2 separate regions of the Mus musculus genome follow, and region 2 is linked to region 1. Evidence: chromatin contacts called from public HiChIP or PLAC-seq data. All regions are on one chromosome and are shown on one strand. Each heading gives the region's core, a stretch centred on a gene start, on an enhancer-like site or on the middle of the called end of the contact. The rest is flanking DNA. Distances are from core to core; before and after follow the strand shown.

Evidence for each region. HiChIP or PLAC-seq counts read pairs in DNA pulled down with a chosen protein or histone mark.
Region 2: a contact with region 1 is called in an H3K4me3 HiChIP or PLAC-seq map of embryonic stem cells, with 44 read pairs. The contact joins the promoter of Cbs here to the enhancer-like site in region 1. A contact is called at or near these places in 7 of 39 promoter capture datasets (the 3T3-L1 cell line, 3T3-L1-derived adipocytes, the C10 cell line and 3 more), 23 of 484 Hi-C or Micro-C datasets (the G1E-ER4 cell line, the MNK3 cell line, the NIH/3T3 cell line and 13 more), 9 of 115 datasets of contacts at active chromatin or transcription factors (the HPC-7 cell line, double positive thymocytes, embryonic fibroblasts and 4 more) and 4 of 9 other capture datasets (adipose tissue, embryonic stem cells, liver and 1 more).

The regions. Positions count from the first base shown.
Region 1 is chr17:31,585,480-31,590,156 of GRCm38.p6, forward strand. Pknox1 (Pbx/knotted 1 homeobox) reads left to right here. Exons shown (of 11, transcript NM_016670.3): 3 at 2,981-3,108. Among named protein-coding and RNA genes, the nearest start is that of Pknox1, 23 kb to the left of the region's middle. Within about 2 kb of position 2,877, at least 10 of the 459 cell types and tissues checked have an H3K27ac peak or open chromatin away from gene starts, as enhancers often do. A contact at or near this core is called in embryonic stem cells and liver, where this site is marked.
Region 2 is chr17:31,634,879-31,639,555 of GRCm38.p6, forward strand. It overlaps Cbs (cystathionine beta-synthase), which reads right to left and starts at 2,327. Exons shown (of 17, transcript NM_144855.3): 1 at 2,205-2,327.

The DNA of each region.
Region 1 (4,677 bases), core at 1,627-4,126:
CTTAGTGGAGCTTCACCACAGACCTTGTGTGTGCTTGGACTGTTGTGTTTTTTTTTTTGTTTGTTTTTTGTTTTTTTTTTGGGGGGGGGGGTTGAGACAGGGTTTCTCTGTATAGCCCTGGCTGTCCTGGAACTCACTTTGTAGACCAGGCTGGCCTCGAACTCAGAAATCCACCTGCCTCTGCCTCCCAAGTGCTGGGATCAAAGGCGTGCGTCACCACGCCCGGCTGACTGTTGTGTTTTGATGAGGGAGACTAGTTGATGGTCTGCTCACTGAGGCTGTCCAGTGTTTTTCATTGTTGTCCAGTGCAGTGTGTGCACCCATGGCGATTGAGGAGCCGAAGCTCAGCTGACTTACTGGCCCCGCCCCTCCTTACACCAGGGGTCCTGCTGAGTGCTCCCTGGCTGGTCTCAGTTGGGCTGTTGTGTGCCTACTTGGCAGAGTAGGCAGAGAAGGACTACCACCTGGCCTCTCTTGTCCCAGCCTGAGGATTTGAGGGAGACCAGGGGAGTCTGTCAAGGGTGTGTGGGAGCGGAGGCAAGCTCTGCCCCCCTTTCCTTGATGACCAGTTTTGCACCACTTCTGTCTGCTTGCAGATAGTAGGTTTTGTTTAGTGTTTTTTACTATTTTGAGTCTGCCTTAGGCCTTTTTCTTTTCCTTCACCTCCCCTTCCCTTCCTTCCTTCACACCCCCCCCCCCCCAAAACACTTCCCTCTTCTTTTGCTGTTTTGTTGTTTGCAGACCGGAGCCTCAGGCTGGCCTCTAACCTTCCTGGTCTCGGAGGATGACTTTTAACTCCTGCCCTCCTGCCTCCTGACCTCCAGAGCTGAATTACTGGTATGTGCTACCACACCCAGCACGGGGAGGCTGTTTTTTTTTTTTTTTTTTTTTTAAATAATGCAAATCTAATAATATATCTCTTCCCTGAGGCCTGAAATGCTTGTCAGGCAAGATCCAAACTGCCCTAGCACGCATGCTAGACCATTAGGCCACCTTTCATCTCCAGACTATCAGGAATCTCTGCCTAGAGGCTCTGCCTCTGGCTGCTCCAGCTGCCCACCCTCCCGCCTTGTCCTTTAGGTCTTTGTTCAGACTAGTCTTCCACCTGTCTTCTGTGTATATCCTATACCAGACAGAATGGTGGCAGCCTCCTGCAGTAGGGCCAGGTGCTCTTTCAGGGACACTCCATGTCCCTCCCCCATGTGGACAGTCACACCATCCTGGAATGCTTTTTTTTTTTTTAACATTTTTTTTCTTTTTCTTTTTTTCCCCGAGACAGGGTTTCTCTGTATAGCCCTGGCTGTCCTGGAACTTACTCTGTAGACCAGGCTGGCCTCGAACTCAGAAATCCACCTGCCTCTGCCTGAATGCTTTTTTTTTTTTTTTTTTTTTTAAGTGTTGTATTTATTTTATGTGCATTGGTGTTTTGTCTGCATGTATGTCTGCGTGAGAATGTCAGATCTTAGAGTTACAGGCAGTTGTGAACTGCCATGTGGGTGCTGGGAATTGAACGCTAGTCCTTTGGAAGATCAGTCAGTATTTTTTTTAGCTTCTGAGCCAGCTCTCCAGCCCCTGTGATTTTTTTTTTATACACACCATCAGGCCATCTTTAAAAGGATTGTGTTTGTTTAGGCTTTCATTGCATATTTGTTTATTTAATTTTCTGAGGTCATATCTCACTGAATAGCCCTGGCTTGCCTGGTGTTCACTGTGTAGACCAGGCTGGCCTTAAACTCACAGTAATCCACCTGCCTCTGCCCTTGAGTGCTGGGATTAAAAGTGTGAGCCACCTTGTCTGGCTAGTTGCTTCATTATTATTTTAAGAATATGTATGTGTGTGAGCCTGTGTGAGTTGATATGTTCCATACCTGTGGAGGAACCCTCAGAGGCCAGAAGTGGGTGTTGGGTCCCCTAGAACTGTAGTTAACAGGTGCTTGGGAGCCCTGGGGGTGCTTAGGAACCAAAAGCAGGTTCTGTGGAAGAATAGCCAGCGAGTGTTCTTCGCTCTCTAGCCCCCAGGTTGCCTTGTTTTTTGAAAGTAAAAAAAAAAAAAGAGAGAATTCTCCAAGTATGTTGTGCCATCTCTAAAGGCAACAGGATGGATGTCCTTCTGGACTGCTGGAGAGCATTCTGGGGGACAGCATTGGGGGTGGGGCTCCTGGCTGGTGCTCCTTCAGGATGTGTGGAGACAGGGTGGCCTCTAAGGACAGTTTGACTCTTATGTCAGTAAGTTTCGGGGGGAGGGGTAACCAATATTTCATTAAGGACTTAAATACATTTTATCTAAGAGGCAGGTACATAGCTTATTTACCACAGTGAAAATGTTACAACCTAGTAAACACAGCTGGCCTTTACTTTCTAGATAAAGTGCCCTTTGTTTAAAATTGTATGTTGGGGTAGAAGAGATGGCTCACTGGTTAGGAGCTCATACTGTTCTTACAGAGGGCTGAAGTTTGCTTCCTAGAACCTCACACTATGGTTCACAACCACCTATCACACCGCGCATGTGTGTGTGTGTGTGTGTGTGTGTGTGTGTGTGTGTGTGTGTGTACGTGAGTGTATGCTGGGGGTCAGAGCTAGGAAGGAAGTTGCACATGACCTATATCCCCAGCCCATGTTCACATTTGCATAATGGCACAGGGTTCCGTGTGGGAGAACTTGAACCTGAGTGTTTTGTATATGAATATAAGAAGAACAGACCTGCTGTTCACCCTCTCGCCAAGTCACTCACTGGGAGCTGTGTGGCTAGAAGAGTCAGCTTCTACTGTGTAGTGCCTGTCAGCCATGCACACTGACAGCTTCCAAGTCCTCTCACTTCCTAATACACGTGCCCTTTGTGCTGTCTGCTCTTAGACATTCGAGAAAGAGTCCAAGGGTTGCTGCTCTTGGTGGTGTGTTGTTATTGGCAGTTCTGTAATCGTCCAGTTCAGTGTTAGCAGCACTGTTTATGTATTCTGTAACAGAACTTCGTCTTTTACAGATGCAGGTGGTCACGGAGTTAAAAACAGAGCAAGATCCCAACTGCTCTGACCCAGATGCAGAAGGAGTGAGTCCTCCTCCCATCGAGTCTCAGACCCCAATGGATGCCGACAAGCAGGCCATTTATAGGTAGTGCCTGGGTGTGGACTGTGTGGTTTTCAGAGGACTAGAGAGGATGCACACGTGTGAAGTGGAAGTCAGAGCTGGGATCTAGACTGACACTTTCCAGGTTGAGATGGTACTTCTAATAATAAAAGAATAATAATATAAACCTGAATTTGGGTAACCTTTCAGGAAATCTTCAGGCAAATCATGGTGGTGCACATTTAGAATCTCAGCACTGGGGAGAGGCAGTTCCAGACCAGTCTGGACTACATAATAAGACTCTAAGAGGGAAAGTGGGGTAGAGCTGGCTCAGCAAGGCAAGCACTTACCATGCAAATGAGATGACCTGAGCTTGACTCCGAACCCACAGAGAGTGAGGAGAACGCCACAGTTTTGTCCTCTGACCTTCACATAGCTGCGCAGTTGTAGAAACTGTCGTTTTGTTCTCTTGACCTCAACTCCTCAGGTATCTCCTGAGAGAGCACTCACTTCAGTTATGTAGTATCTTTTCTTGACTGGCTCCCTTCACATCAAATGTTTTAAACAGGACTGTAATATAGAGTCTGCTGGGACTTTCTTCCTCTTTGAGGCTGAACCACTATTCCACTGTTTATATACTACATTTGTCTATCAGCAGATACTTGAGCACTTGGGTTTAGGTTGCCTCATACTTTTTGAGTTAGGATCTCTCTGTAGGCCTGGCCTGTTCTGGAACTCACTACATAGATAAAGCTGGCCTTGAACTCACAACGATCCTCCTGCCTCTGCCTCCCAAGTGTGCCACGCACCTGGCCGTGCTTCCTCCCTTTGACAGTAGTGCACTGTGACACTGTGAGCACAGGTATGTAGATGTATAGCTAGCTGTACACAGCACAGTGTGTTAGAAGCTTCACTCTTGATCTTCACACTAGAAACAGCCTGGGCCCACTGAAAGGAAGGCATGTGGCTGCACACACGTGTTCACATGAGCCCCAGCTATCGGAAGCCCTTCTCCAAAGGCTTGCATTTTGCATAATTGCTTTTCCATTACACCAAGAGAAAACTTGATGATGGTAACCCCTGCTGGGACCAGGGCTTCCAGCGTGGTGCTCAAAGGGACAGCAGGAAGGACTGGGAGTCCTGGAGCTGCTCTGTGTCCTGTTTGTAGGGATGGCTAGACACACATGGAAGGATGTAAGCACCAAAACGACCCATTTTATTGTTGGGTAGTTCACAATAAAGATTGGAATCCAGGCACGGTATAGTCTGTGCTCTAATCCCAGGCCTTGGAAGGCTGGGACTACAGGAGTAAGAATCAAGGCCAGCCTGGACTATGTAATGAGACAAATAGAACATAGAACAAATAACAAGAAAAAAATTAATGAAAAGATTAGGAGTTTTAGGCTGGGCGTGGTGGCAGTACTTGGGAGGCAGAGGCAGGCGGATTTCTGAGTCTACAGCCTGGTCTACAGAGTGAGTTCCAGGACAGCCAGGGATACATAGAAAAACACTGTCTTGAAAAACAAAAACAACCAAAAAAAAAAAGATTAGGAGTTTTGAAAAAATATTTTCATATAGTGTAGAACTAACCCAATTAAAAATATTTCGTTTCCA
Region 2 (4,677 bases), core at 1,077-3,576, 49 kb after region 1:
AGCAACTGCGGGGAGAAAGGATTTATTTCAATTACAGTTCCAGGAAGTGAGGGAAGGAACTGTAGCTCAGGAAGGCAGCTGGTCACATTGTTTCCACAGTTAACACCAAGAGAAAGAAAGGAACCCATGCTGCCTCCTCTGTCTAGCCTTCCCCGAGCTTACACTGTTCAGGACTCCCTGCCTAGAGAAGAGTGCAGCCCACAGGACTGGCTACTTCCGCATCAATTAATGAGCAAGTCAATTTTCTACAGACATGGCCCCCGGGCCAATGAGATCTAGGCAGTCTGTCTGTTGAGACCCCTTCTCGGATGATTCTAACCTGTGTCGAAGTGACATTTAACACAAGCCAAAGCCTTGTATAGACAACAGAAGTTGCACAATTCTGTGGACAAAGTGGAAAGGCACCCCCTCCATGTTGGCCATTTTTGCACATCAGACTAAATTGCAGATTAAAGTTATTTAGCGGTTGGATGTGTAGCTTGGTGGGAGGAGATATGGCAGTTGTCAAGTGCCAGGCCCAGTGCCAAGAAAAAAATGTGTGTGCACACAACATGTACACATTTTCTTGTTATTCCATGAAGAATGAGGCATCACAGCTTGAAAAAAATTTTATTTTAAAGCTGGGTGTCATTGTGCATACCTTTAATCCCAGCCTAGGAGGCAGAGGCAGGTGACTCTTTATGAGTTCAAGGCCAGCTTAGTCTACCTAGTAAGTTCCAGGACAGCCAGGGCTATGTAGAGATCCTGTCTCAAACAACCAACCAACCAATAAATAAATACATCTTTTAGATTTACTAATATGTATGGGGATGTTTTGCTTGCATGTATGTATGTGCACCGCGTGTGTGTGCCTGCTGCTCTTGGAGGCTAGAAGAGAGAGTCAGATCCCCTGGAAATGTAGGTACAGATGATTGTGAGCCACTAGTGGCTTCTGCAAGAACTCCAAGGGCTCTTAACCACTGAGCCATCTCTCCATATCCCCAAACTTCTGTTTGCCTAACATGAACAACTAGGTGTTCTAAGTATTCTAGATGTGATCTAGCACTCTAAAATGACGTCAGGAGCCTACCTGGCACTGGCCCATCTTATTCATTCCCTTGGTGGGGGAGGAGCAACTAACATCAAAACGCATGCGCCCAGGCGGTGGCCTAGACAGGTGCTTCTCTCCTTAGGTTCAAGAGCCCTCTCTAAACCGGGAGAGGTGGCGCACGCCTTAATCTCAGCACTCGCACTCCGGAGGCAGAGGCAGGTGGATTTCTGAGTTCGAGGCGAGGCCAGCCTGGTCTACAAAGTGAGTGCCAGGGCTATTCAGAGAAACCCTGTCTCGAAAAACAAGCAAGCAAGCAAACAAGCAAACAAACAAACAAAAGAGCCCTCTAAAAAGTCCTCTTGCTAGGCGACCCGGGCTGTAGAACTCTCCAAAACCCATGGCAGGCGCAGTTCTCCCAGTGCCATCACTTAAGCGTCCTCGTGGAACGGGAAGCCATAGAACAACCCGAACCCAAACTTGGCGAATGTGGCCCAGGGTATCCTGCTTCCCTCCCTACTCACACGGAGAGGCCGCTCTTCCAGTGGGGTTTTCCTAGGACTATGACGCTCCCGCACAGACCGCCTGGCCACTCGATCAGTGTGTGGCAGTGACGTGGGAAACTCTCCGCAGGTGTACAGCCCTAGGTCTCGCGCCCTCCCCCGCCCCAACTGGGTCCCGCACAAGGAGGAGAACCCGCTCTCCCACGACTCCGCCACCCCGCACGACACTACTTCAATATTTACCCTCACCCCGGCACCAGTGCCCCAAAGAACAATTTGCGAAACAGCGGTCTCCATCCAAAACTGGGGAAATCGATGACCCAGTTTTGTCTCTAGCGCGTCACCCTAGAACCCGGCTCCACGTTCAGAGACTAGCAGTCGTGGGACCTGAGGCCACGTGGGTGCTCAGCATAGGGCTGCGGGGAGGTCGATACTAGCGGGAAGAGGGCAATGGACGCAGGTGGCATCGAGGTGGAGGGACAAGTCAGGACGCCCCGGTGGGAGCACGGGGACCTTAGCGAGCTGCGCGTCAGGCACCGGGCTCACGAGCTGCGCGTCCAGGTACAGAGGAAGCCAAGTCCGTGCCCAGGGATGGGGAGTGCCCGCGGGCTACCGAACCGCAGCGAGGATCTCGCTGTGTGCGCGGCGTGGGAGTCAGTGCGGCCGGAGCTCACCTAGACTCGGACGCGGGAAAACGGCTCGGCCTGTGCTAGGATGGAGAGCACGCTCGGACAGGATCCCAGCTCAGATCCCAGGGAAGGGTGGCGGGTCTAGAACCAACCCAGCCACACACAACAGGCTTCGGCGATTGGCCCGGCGCCGGGGGGCGGAGGGCCGACACCCGCCAATCCTGGGCCGCAGAACGGCCTCCCACTCACCCCGCCCCCCCACACCCCTTCCCCTCTCCACCCCCACTCTGGCTCCGCCAAGCTCGGCTGGACGCCGGGCCTCCACAGCGGGGTGTCTGCTTGCTCTGGGAGTTGTGCTCAAAAGCTCGAAAGGAGAAGTTCTGCCGTCTAACACGTGTTTGTCGTGAGGCACACGACACGGAGGGGCCCCAGGTCTGTGCCCAAAGGTCTGTACCTTGCGGCACAGCCTGGCTAAGTGTCAGGGAACCTCGTTTCCCAGGACCCGATCCTCTCGAGGACGTGGAGCTTCCTAGCTTGGCAGGCTCGAGTCACACATCACTATTCTGAACGGCAGGACCTGACGCTCAAAGAGCCCAGAGTTCTTCCAAGCAACTGGCCTGAGAGGCCTGGGTCAGTGGTGTCACTGGAAGGGCGCCCCCAATATCGATATCTGTAGGAGGTTAAAAATGGGCGTGACGTATGACGTGATGGTGCCTGCAATCCCAGCATTTGGACTCGAGAGAAGTGAATCTCAAGTTTGAGTGCGAGGCCAACCTGGGCTACATAAAGAGACCTGGAAGCGGGGAGGGGGGAGGTGTCTCTCTCCATCTCTCCGGCCCTGAGTTTAGCTTGGTGAAATATGGTGAGCTCCAACTTCTGATCTTCCTGCCACCTCAGACCTGGGACTGCAGATCTGGGTCACCATACACAGCCGAATGTAGCATTTGATTAGAAGGGCCACATCTTGTTCCAGTGAGAAATCTTCTGGGCTGGAAAGTGTACGCCCTAGGGCAAGAGCCAGGGTCTGAGAAACCTGCTGCCAAGCTGGAAGGAGAGCCTGTTTGTTAGGGAGCCAGTTACTATGCTGAGTTGTTTTGCTTCCCAGTGTATCTTATTTTGTCATACCAAGGGCAAGAACACTAACAGCAATTCCCAGGGATCCTTCTCTCAAGATCCCAAATGTCTGGCCAGGTCTTAGGAGATATGATAAACGTACATTAGTGGTGGAAGTGACTTAAAGCCACGGTTACGGTGCCCTTAAGAGAAGACGAGAATTTGAATGGAGAAACAACCCTATGAAGATGCAGGCAGGCATTGGAGTTACTGTAGACACACAAGCTGCCAGGACTGCTTGGCCCTGGCTGGCTGCCACCTCCAACAAAGAAGAGGAGGACTAAAGAAATGACACCCCACCCCCAGCCCCGGTCTCCAGCATCCTGGAAACACACACACACACACACACACACACACACACACACACACACACACGTTTGCAATTCTGTCCCATACAAGTATTTCCATTTTAAATCAAGTTTCTGAGAAGTTTCTTTTTTCTTTTCTTTTCTTTTCTTTTTTTTTTTTTTTTTTTTTTTTTGGGTTTTTGAGACAGGGTTTCTCTGTGTAGCCCTGGCTGTCCTGGAACTCACTCTGTAGACCAGGCTGGCCTCGAACTCAGAAATCTACCTGTCTCTGCCTCCCGAGTGCTGGGATTAAAGGCGTGCGCCACCATGCCCGGCTCTTCGTTTTATTTAAAATTGAAATTTTTGAACTCATTTCAGACAGCTTGAAAAATGGCAGGAAGAGTGTTTGGTTTCGAACCCAGGACAAGGGACTGAAGTGCCTATTTTACAAACCAAAGCAGACCTGGCTTCCAGGTTCTCCCAGCATCCCTCAGTCCCTACCTGGCCCGAAACCCTGAACTCTCCAGACCAGAGGATAGCTGCTCTTCCCTCAGAGGCTCCTCCATATACAATGCAGACATTTTGGTCTCCCTCTATCCCTCTTCTTCACCTTTCTCTCTCTGTGTGTACCGCTCCCTCCTTTCTTTCTCTCTCCCTCCCCTCCCTCCCTTTCCCCATGGTAACTTCCTTGGCTTTGGTCCTTGGGGTCAGTGAACTCACCTACCCGAGAGCAGCTTCACAATAAACCTGCCTTTACTATAATCTAATCAGATTTAATTCGGCTCATTTCATCGAAGAGATAACCTATCAAAGAGTAGAAAGAAGCATGCCTTTAATCCCAGCACTCGGGAGGCAGAGGCAGGTGGATCTCTGAGTTCGAGGCCAGCCTGGTCTACAAAGTGAGTTCCAGGACAGCCAGGGCTATACAGAGAAACCCTGTCTTGAAAAACCAAAAAAAAAAAAAATGCCATCTGAGACAGGTGAGACACGGTCCTAGTTTGCTCTCCATTGCTGTGATAAACGCCATGACCAAAGTGACTTGGGGAAGACTAGGTTTCTAATGCTTACTAACATGTTAACAGCCATTTTGGGGTGGGGGGAACTCAGGACAGAAACTC